Linked DNA regions of Mus musculus: region 1 is linked to region 2. Evidence: chromatin contacts called from public HiCAR-type data. All regions are on one chromosome and are shown on one strand. Each heading gives the region's core, a stretch centred on a gene start, on an enhancer-like site or on the middle of the called end of the contact. The rest is flanking DNA. Distances are from core to core; before and after follow the strand shown.

Region 1 (4,572 bases), core at 774-3,273, 410 kb before region 2:
TGTGTTTGTGTGTGTGTATATATGTTTTTTTTTAATGTATATGAGCACACTGTCACTGTCTTCATGTATACCAGAAGTGGGCACTGGATCCCACTGCTGATGGTTGTAAGCCACCATGTAGTTGCTGGGAATTCTGGAAGAATAGTCGTGCTCTTAATCGCTGGGCCATCTTTCCAGCCCCTTTTGTTTTTTAAGATAGGGTTTCTTTGTATAGTCTTGGCTGTCCTGGAATTAGCTTTGTAGACTAGACTGGCCTTGAACTCAGAGATCTACCTGTCTCTGACTCCTGAGTGCTGGGATTAAAGGTGTGTGCCACCACTGCCTGGCAAAAAGCTTTTTCTTTACTTAGCAAAAGGTAAAAGAGAAGTGATGGAAAGTGGCACTGTGCAGTCACCTTCTGAGGTGCACAGAGGCCCCACAGCACGACTAAGACTCAGCACAGCTTCAAGGACTTGTCCCTTACGCCCCTGTACTTGAGCACACGACTTTCCATATTTAAGCACCAAGGCCCGACTGCCACACAGTCTAAAAACTTCTGATTTAGTTGGTGTTAGTAATTTGTTTCAGAATAGCCCTCATAGCACTTCCTGGTGTTTGGGCAGGCTCTGCAGGAATGGTGATGAGCTGTCTTGTGTGTTTCCTAAACACAAAGTTTTATAATTCAACTCTGCTGCCTGGGAGTGTGTATGCAAGATTCTTCTGTTTAAGAAGGCCAAGGCAGCCTGTGACAACCCCACCAGGGGCCGGGCTCTCTGAATCATGGTTGGCCACCCGCTCAGGCAGAAGACTGAGACTCACCAGAGACTATTTTCTCATGGATGAGAGACCAAGTCTGAGTGATTAGAAACAGCCCAGGACACTGATGGTTTGAGACAAGCACATGATTGAAAATGTTCATAGTAACTAACTACTACAGGTAAAATTTTGTAAAATATTTCAGAAAATGCATAAGTTGGGGGAGAGAATCTTCTACAACTTATATTTCTGTGATGTCTGTATCCTTAAGTCACATGTATTATATCTATATAATCAGAAAAGGAAAAGGAAAAATAAAATGGAAATTAAAAAAAACAAAACAAAACAACTTTTTCTTTATAAAGTCAAGTGAGGTTTAGCGATGGGAAATGGGACCATGAAGCCCTGTCAAGGAGCTCAGTGCTCTACAGCTAGAGGGCAGTCCTGGCTTGCAGCCAGGGCTGGGAGCAGGTGGCAGCCATCTTGCAGCCTAAGCCTCCTGGATTCCAAATTATAGACTGCCCCAGCAGGCCAATGGCTAGTTAAAGCAACTTCTTGAAAACTGTTTTTCTCTGAAGCCTACTGTTGTCACTGCTCTTTCTCTTGACAGGAAAGAGTGACGGTTAGAAATCCCTTCTCCCCAAGGCTGCTCTTGTGCCTTCAAGGTTTTATTTTTGGAGGTAACCAGTTTTCCTCTAGTCTTACTAACTTTACTAAATTATGATAAAAATCTGAATTTAGAAAATATAAAGGTAGGGCTTCAATGTTTGAACTAAAATAAAATGTCTGCTACATGTAGTCTAGAAAGTTACAGTTTGGTTCTATGTCATCTGTGATGATCAAGGAAGTTTCTGAAATGAAATCCCTTCTCTGCTTTGTTTATTGCTCCTGAGTGACGCTCCCAGTTGGGTCTTCACTTGGACTCTCAGTGGGTAAAGTAACCATGGTATTTTCTGTTCCAGTATGGGGTGCTTCCTCCCTGAGGCAGAGGGGCCTGTCTGTGAATTTCTGCATCAAAGCCAGCAGGGGGAGCACATTTACATAAGACTCTGAAGCCTTGGGAAAACAATTCAACTTAATTCAGGAGAAAGGCTCTTTTGAATGTGAGTGAATTATCATACAATAAAGTGATAGGATGTTGATTTGGTGCTGAGATGAAGAACACTTGAGAAAGAGTATTTAGAAAGCGTCCAGCAGCTGCTGTTTCAAGGGCAAGGCTATTGCCACAGCAGGTGCAGACACACTCTGCCCTTACCTGTTTCTCCAGGCTTGGTTTGCTAAGCTGTACAGTCTGAGGTCCAGGGAGTCTGGTCCCTGGAGTAGCTATGACAATGCTGGTGAGCTGGGCCATGGGGAACGTTTTGGCTATGGTTGCAGTCTGTCCATTGACAACACGGACAGGGTGGATGGAATTCTGGGATGTGGGGAGGGTTGTGGGTGTAAACTTGGTCAGCATGACAGGCCTCTGGATAAGCTGAGGAGCTGCAAGCATGGGAGGAGGCGCTGGAGCGATAGGAATGTTATTCTGGGCCACAGGCTTGGGTCGAACCTATGAGAGAGAGAGAAAAAAAATCTGCATTACCAGAAGTAGCAAGTCTTCCAGTGTTTCCAAGCATACTGGTACCAAGTGTGGCCCATGACAGTCTTCTTGTTTGTTTGTTTGTTTGTTTGTTTGTTTTTTGAGCCAAGGTTTCTCTGTGTAGCCCTGGCTGTCCTGGAACTCACTCTGCAGACCAGGTTAGCCTTGAACTCAGAAATCCGCCTGCCTCTGCTTCCCAAGTGCTGGGATTAAAGGCGTGCGCCACAGCCGCCCGGCCAATGACAGACTTCTAAGTCTGAATGTTTAGGTTAATTTAAAATGATCCCGTGATGGCTGCTACTGATACAGCAGCAAGACCTTGTTGCTACACCTATATACATTTCTAAAGCACAAAAGCTTCATGAAATCTACCAACATATCACATTAATTAATTTTAGTTTGAAAAACATGAACTAAACCTTTGATTCTTTCCTGAAAGCCTTTCATACAGCTGTTGTGAGAAAGAAAATAGGCAGTCAGCTGGGCAGTGGTGGCACACGCCTTTAGTCCCAACACTTGGGAGGCAGAGGCAGAGGCAGAGGCAGAGGCAGATGGATTTCTGAGTTCAAGGCCAGCCTGGTCTACAGAGTGAGTTCCAGGACAGCCAGGGCTACACAGAGAAACCCTGTCTCAAAAACAAACAAACAAAAAACCAGACAGACAAAAAACAACAACAACAACAACCCCCCCCCCCAAAAAAAAACCCAAAGAAACCAGGCAGTCCATATAAAGTGCCTAGGACTAGAGGCAGAGTCTCTGAAGATCAGCTCATGACATTTTAATGTCCAGCCTGTGCTTCCTGTCCATTTCCAACCTGTTGTCTACCAGCAAAAAGAGGGAATCTCTAAGACATCCAGTTAAGTATTTGCCTGTAAACACTTCCATAGACCCCCTTGCTGCTAGGACTCAACCCACATCTCTGCACAATGGTGACGATCCACAGGCTCGCTCTTCTCCAGGACACTTTTCCAGGATCTTCTTTAAGTCTAACCTGGGTAGCCTCATGGTCTCTGCACAGCCACAGCAAATCTCCTTGGCTTTTTGAATGTACATGGTGTGTCTCCACTCAAGACATGAAAGCCTACTTGGTACTCTCAGCCTGGGACATTTAAAAAATTCCTTCTTCAAAATATATCAGACAGACTTTACTAGGGTTTTAGGTCTCACATTGAATGTAGACTATTCTAGGAAATCATGAATGTACTTTCTCAGTCCAGAATGGTCTGTGTCCCATCCACACGTTCAGTCTACCGTACTCCCCTATGGACGCTAATACCCTATAGGCAACTGTGATGCTGCTGCAGCTGTGTCTTGGAAATTAGCATATTCAGGACACAATAGCTTGGAACGTTTGCTACCAACAGTAAAGATCTATCTGATAAATAAGAGGATGGTCTTCTCTCATGCTAGTACTATATGACCCCTCACAGACAGACTCCTTTTTCTCTGTGTCTGAAAGCTATACTCTCAGAGCATAAGTGTTGGTCTTTCTATTGGATGGACTGCTTGGGGTCGAGCAGAGTCAGTCTAGTTGCTGGGTAGAAAAGCCCGATGCAGACCCCTATGCCAACTCCTGTAAGCCAGGTGTCACAAGGGCTCGTCTGGCTGTTGATTCTCCTTCTAGTCTTTTTTTTTTTTTTTTTTTTTTTTTTAAAAAGGGGCTGCTTGCCCACTCCTCCCCCCCACTTTTAAAAAAGATTTATTTATTATATATGTAAGTAGACTCACTGTAGCTGTCTTCTGACAATCCAGAAGAGGAGGTCAGATCTCATTACAGATGGTTGTAAGCCACCATGTGGTTGCTAGGAATTGAACTCAGGACCTCTGGAAGAGCAGTCAGTGCTCTTAACCTCTGAGCCATCTCTCCAGCCCTCCTTCTAGTCTTTTTAGCAAAGTTTCCCTTTGCTAAATATGGCTATATTTCCCCCAACCAAGGTAATGGTGCCACGATGCTTCCCTCCACTGGTATTATCCTGGCCGCCTTCCTTCTCTCAGGTAGTTTCACTGCCCCTTCACTGCATGGGCAAGCCCCTGAGGATATCACCACACTTCCCACGGGTGGAGTTCCCACTGCCTCACTCACCTGTGGAAGGAAGTTTGGGCGTGGAGTGAGTCTAGGAGGAGGGATAAACTGTGGTACTTTGATGGGCTGAGGAGGTGTTGCTTGAACCTGCTAAGAAACAGGGAAACATAAATAAATCCGAGGGCAGTCTCTATTCAGTGTCGGAGGCAGACACGCAAAGGAAACGGGCATTTGC
Region 2 (4,457 bases), core at 1,747-4,246:
CTGGCTTCAAAGTTAAATCCACTGGTCAAAGGAAGACAGGAGGAAGTGGGGTAGTGACACTCCAAGGTCACCCAAGGAGTCAAGGGCAAAAGACAGATCAGTTCTTTCAAGGGACTCCACAGTGGTATTCAGCTCCAAAATGGGGCCTTAAGCATCAGATGCTTGGAGGGTAGCATCAAGCATAGAGGCTGTTCTCCCTACCTCACCCCACCCCAAATACCCACTGGCAGGGACAGGGACGAGGCAGTAGGGGAGCCATTAGCATGCACCAAGGAAACCTTCACTTTAGTCTCTCAGGACCAGAGCACAGCCAGCAGCCAGCAGGATAAGAAGATGAAGGTGGGGAGGTGGGGGGCAAGATGTGTGAGCTAGGAAAAATACAATCTCTCTTGTTTATTGAGTCAGAAGCCCCTCAAAGTTTACTGCCTATAGCACCCAGACAAGGTAAGTACTATTGGTAACCTCCTCTTACAGACATAAAAGTCCTCTTACCGAAGGGCATCGTGATAATGAACCTGATCAAAGTCATCCATTCGTAAGAAGGGGAGGGTCTGCGACACTTTATCTCCAAGATATTCCCCAAACCACACAGGATAGAAGCCCCCCAAGATGCATCTTAGATGTGGAACCCTCATATTCCAGTTCCCTCACTTGGGTTTGACCTTTTGTCCTCCTGGGACCAAGAAACAGCCTTGACAAGTAAATGACCAGATGAATGGTGGGTGGTTTGGTCTTCCCGGAGCCCCGACAGATGCAGACTGGGTAAATTCAGTTTTCTCAACTTGGTCCCAGTTTTCTTTCTAGACTTCTCTGATAGTCTCTCAGATGTTCAGACCACAGCACCTTCAGGCACAATTCTCTGCCTCCCCCCCCCCCCCAAATCCCGCCCATCTAGAATCCGAGAAGGCAAGCAGCCATCACCCTGGCCTGTGAGCACCGCTAGATGGCAATGTCGGTCCCCGGTGCCAGCTCCGGACCCCGAGCCGGAGGTTCACCACGTCAAGTCCCAGAGTAAACCGCAAATACAGAAAAGCGTCAGGGCAGGGCTTCTCCCACAAAGGAGCAAAGGGAGGGAGATACTGCCTGTCTCCGTGGTCCCAGGTTGCCACAAAGGTCCCTTAGGTTCGGCCAGGGTTTCGAGGATGAAAAACTTTAGGGCGTCGGGATTCCACCCGCACCCCGCAAGGCACCCATCAAGGAACGTGTAGGTGGGAAAACGAGTGCGAGTTGTGTTTGTGTGTGACTACTCGGGAGCTCGAGTAGACACTAGTAGCTGTTTGCATGTGCCAGTGTGCGCCCCGCCACGCCTGGATACCGGTGCGCCTTTGAACGTGTGAGCATACCAGCGCCATGTGGACACGTGCGTGTGCATGTGTGTGCGTGTCTGGCCATAGAGCTTGGGTGGCCGTAACCGCGAATTTGTGTGCGGGAGCAAATGCTGGACTATCAGCGAATGACCAGTTCCCATGGCGGGAACCACCGGCAAGCGCCCGGTCTGTGGGTGGGGAAAGGGTTGAGAAAGGAGCAAAATTTGGGCTGCGAAGAAACCCTGACTTTGGAACCATTATCTTAGTGGCCCCAGGCACCTGGTCCTAACTGCATCGTCAAGAATGGAGAGCGTGCAGTCCCAGCAGTGGGCTGACTTCTGTCGAGAAGCCTCTGCGATAGTCGTCGAGCCGTGAGGGTCACCGAGCTCAGTTTGATGTGCCCTACGCATTGAGGGCAGGGGTAGAGCCTCCAAACGGGGAGCCCAGTCGAGGCCTGGGTCAGGAGGGTAAAATTGTTCTTCACTCTTCAACCCGCAACCCCTGGAGAGGCCCTGTCTAGTCCTGTCAGTCAAAATAGGCACCGAGTTCCCAAGCTGTGGGCTCAGGTCTATCTCAAAGACAATCTCGGGGCTTACCCTTGGGCCCATCTCCCGGCTCCATCACGTCTGGGTCCTGGTCGAAAGGGCCAAGGTTCTCCGATGCCCCGCCCTCCCATCAACCCCCAGGCACGCAGTTCCTGTAGTCTCTGGGCGTGGGCAATGTGCTTCCGCGGGTTCTCGAGCCCCTACCCCTGCTGGGGACAAGTCGGGAAAGGGTGCTCTGGGCGCCCGTGGGGTAGATTTTCGATTATTAAGTGATCACTTCAGGAAAGCTATGGCCCCCAGGACTGTTCCTGAGGCGGAGAGAAGCCTCTGTACTTTAGGGGAAGAGAGAGGGGTGCTGGATATTGGGCCAAATCATTGTGCCTAACACTTCCTCTAAGAGCTGGGAGGGTGGAGGGCTGGGAGATGTATCTCCCCGGATGAGTAAAAGAGAGGGTACTCCTGGAGAGGGGGAAGGGAAACAGGAGAGAACAGGGGTGTTTTCCGTCGGGGCTCAAGGTCGCGGACAGAGGACTCCAACGGGCTAGAGCGTACTGGAGGCTCCCGGTGGGCCAAGGTGGGAACGGAGGGCAGGGAGACGGGCGGGAAACGGGCGCTTTGGGGCTTCATCTTCCGGCGCCTTGAAGAAGAGCCAACGGGAGGGAGTGAGGGAGTGTGGGTCCTGACCCGACGGCTGCTCTGCTTCGGGGTTGGGCTGTGGGCTGGGACTATTCCTCCCCTAGCCTTCTCAATGATCACCAATCCCTAGAGGTTCACCTAGAGAAACCTTTTAGAGACCTGGGGTCCTTCTTCCAGAGGGGTGCCCCATCTCTGAGCTCTCCGCCCCTTCCGCACCGCGCTTGCCTTTCAAAGGGGTCTGGGGCCCTGTTCCAGCCCGACCCACCTCTGGAGACCTTCAGGGGGTCCCAGAACCCTACATCCTCATCTTGCATAGAAGCCCCCCGCCCCCGCGATTCCGCGGAGTTACTCACCCGCTGCTTCTGTCTTGCTCCGCTGGCGCCGGACAGACGGCGGAACTAGCCAGAGGCCCTGCGAGTCGGTGGGGTGGGCGACTGGGCCGGGGGCCGGGGGCGGGGACAGGGTGCCAAGGGGCGGCCCCTGCTTCGCCTGCAGCTCCCGGCGCTGTGGCTCCGACTCGCGCTCACGCTCGCACTTTTCTCCGAGCCGCGTGATGTCACAGGGAAGCAGCCAATCGTGGTGGGGACGCACCGCCCGCCCGGGGCCGGTCACCCAGCGGCGACGCGCGGGGGTCACCACCTGGAGTGTCAGGCACCCTTGATGCTCACACCCTTCCCGGGAGATGGCCCGCAACTCCGGACTCCAGCACCGAGGGCACCGCCCACAGTCGCCAGGGAGGATTAGCCTCCGGCTCTGCCCTCCGGGGGGTGGGGTGGGGGCTGTCCGCGTTGTCATGGGGACTAGGCGCCCCCTCGCGGGCTGGGGAAGAACCAGGCGGCCAAGCTTGGCTATGAGCCCCGCCTCCGCCCTAACCACGCACTCTGGACACCGAAGTGTTTTCGAACCTCTCCACGGCTTGTAGCCCCTTCGTCGTTCCGCCTGAGGTTAAATCCTGGTCTTGAGGGTTTGGCCCCAACAGGCCCCTGGTGTGCGGCGGGGCAGATCTAGCAACGTGCTTCTGTCGGGACAGAGCGCTGCCTGATAGCCGCTGGACAGCCAAAAGACTGCAGCCGTCGGGGCCTGGGGAAGAGCAGGTGAGACTGGACAGGCGAGCATCTACCCTGGCTAAAGATCTTGTCACTCTCCACGCCCGGGAAGGGACGCGCATTAGCTGTGAGACTGAAGATGGCACGAGTCTCCTATCCAGCCGCGAATGAGTTCATCGCTGCCTATGTGGGGAAGCCAGGTGCCCAAGGTCACCTGGGACAGAACAGGCCATGAAGGAAAGTCCAGTCTCCTAGACCTCCCGCAACAGTACTAGGCTAAGGCCCAAAGTAGGCAGGTTCAGCACCTCGGACAGCCCCACACGTCCTTGGTGCGAAGGCCAGTTGCTCAGATCAAGCACCCGCCAGCCAGGGTTGAATGCACCCCTTCGCGCCCGGGGTCCTGAGTACCGGTCACCCACAAAGCTTCTTGAGTGTCAACAGCCAATTAACTTTAAGCCGGCTGACTTCTTGGAAAAACCACCTGAGTCTCAGCTCTCCTCTACTCTCCTGCAAGGGCTGGTAGGGGCTCCTGGGGACAGTGGTAGTGGTAGGGATAGCTTTGTAACGACAGAGGAGTTAGGAACAGAGAATGAATGAGTGGAGACTTGAGCTAGAGTCCGTGAGAGAAGGCTCCTGGTTCAGGTTTCTCCATGCTGAAGAGAGGGACGTCAACATTGGACAAAGTTGAGGGCAGGCTAGTGTGAGAAGCCATCTTCCCTCCCATGGGCGCTTTGGTCTTCCATGATCCTCTGAAGGAAAAAATGAAGGAAGTGCTATTGTTCTTGCCCCCACTTCACAGGAGAGGAGAGGCTCAGTTGTTACCGACATCTTCCACTTTACCATATCCCCCTCCCTGGGGGCCAGGAGCAGGGTGCTCTTGGGAGAGTGAAAGTGTTGTGTGTATGGGAGAGGGCAGAATGTTA

Evidence for each region. HiCAR-type assays count read pairs that join an accessible place to other places.
Region 1: a HiCAR-type map of embryonic stem cells shows a contact between it and region 2, with 3 times the contacts expected there. The contact joins the enhancer-like site here to the promoter of Chrm4 in region 2. A contact is called at or near these places in 8 of 39 promoter capture datasets (the 3T3-L1 cell line, the C10 cell line, embryonic stem cells and 4 more), 1 of 15 datasets of contacts at CTCF or cohesin (large pre-B cells), 6 of 484 Hi-C or Micro-C datasets (B cells, the P5424 cell line, cerebral cortex and 1 more), 5 of 115 datasets of contacts at active chromatin or transcription factors (astrocytes, embryonic basal ganglia, embryonic stem cells and 2 more) and 4 of 9 other capture datasets (adipose tissue, embryonic stem cells, liver and 1 more).

What each region holds. Positions count from the first base shown.
Region 1 is chr2:92,328,227-92,332,798 of GRCm38.p6, reverse strand. It overlaps Phf21a (PHD finger protein 21A), which reads right to left. Exons shown (of 19, transcript NM_001362829.1): 9 at 4,398-4,487; 10 at 1,991-2,284. Among named protein-coding and RNA genes, the nearest start is that of Large2, 41 kb to the left of the region's middle. Within about 2 kb of position 2,023, at least 11 of the 459 cell types and tissues checked have an H3K27ac peak or open chromatin away from gene starts, as enhancers often do. A contact at or near this core is called in B cells and embryonic stem cells, where this site is marked.
Region 2 is chr2:91,920,728-91,925,184 of GRCm38.p6, reverse strand. It overlaps Chrm4 (cholinergic receptor, muscarinic 4), which reads right to left and starts at 2,996. Exons shown (of 2, transcript NM_007699.2): 1 at 2,842-2,996.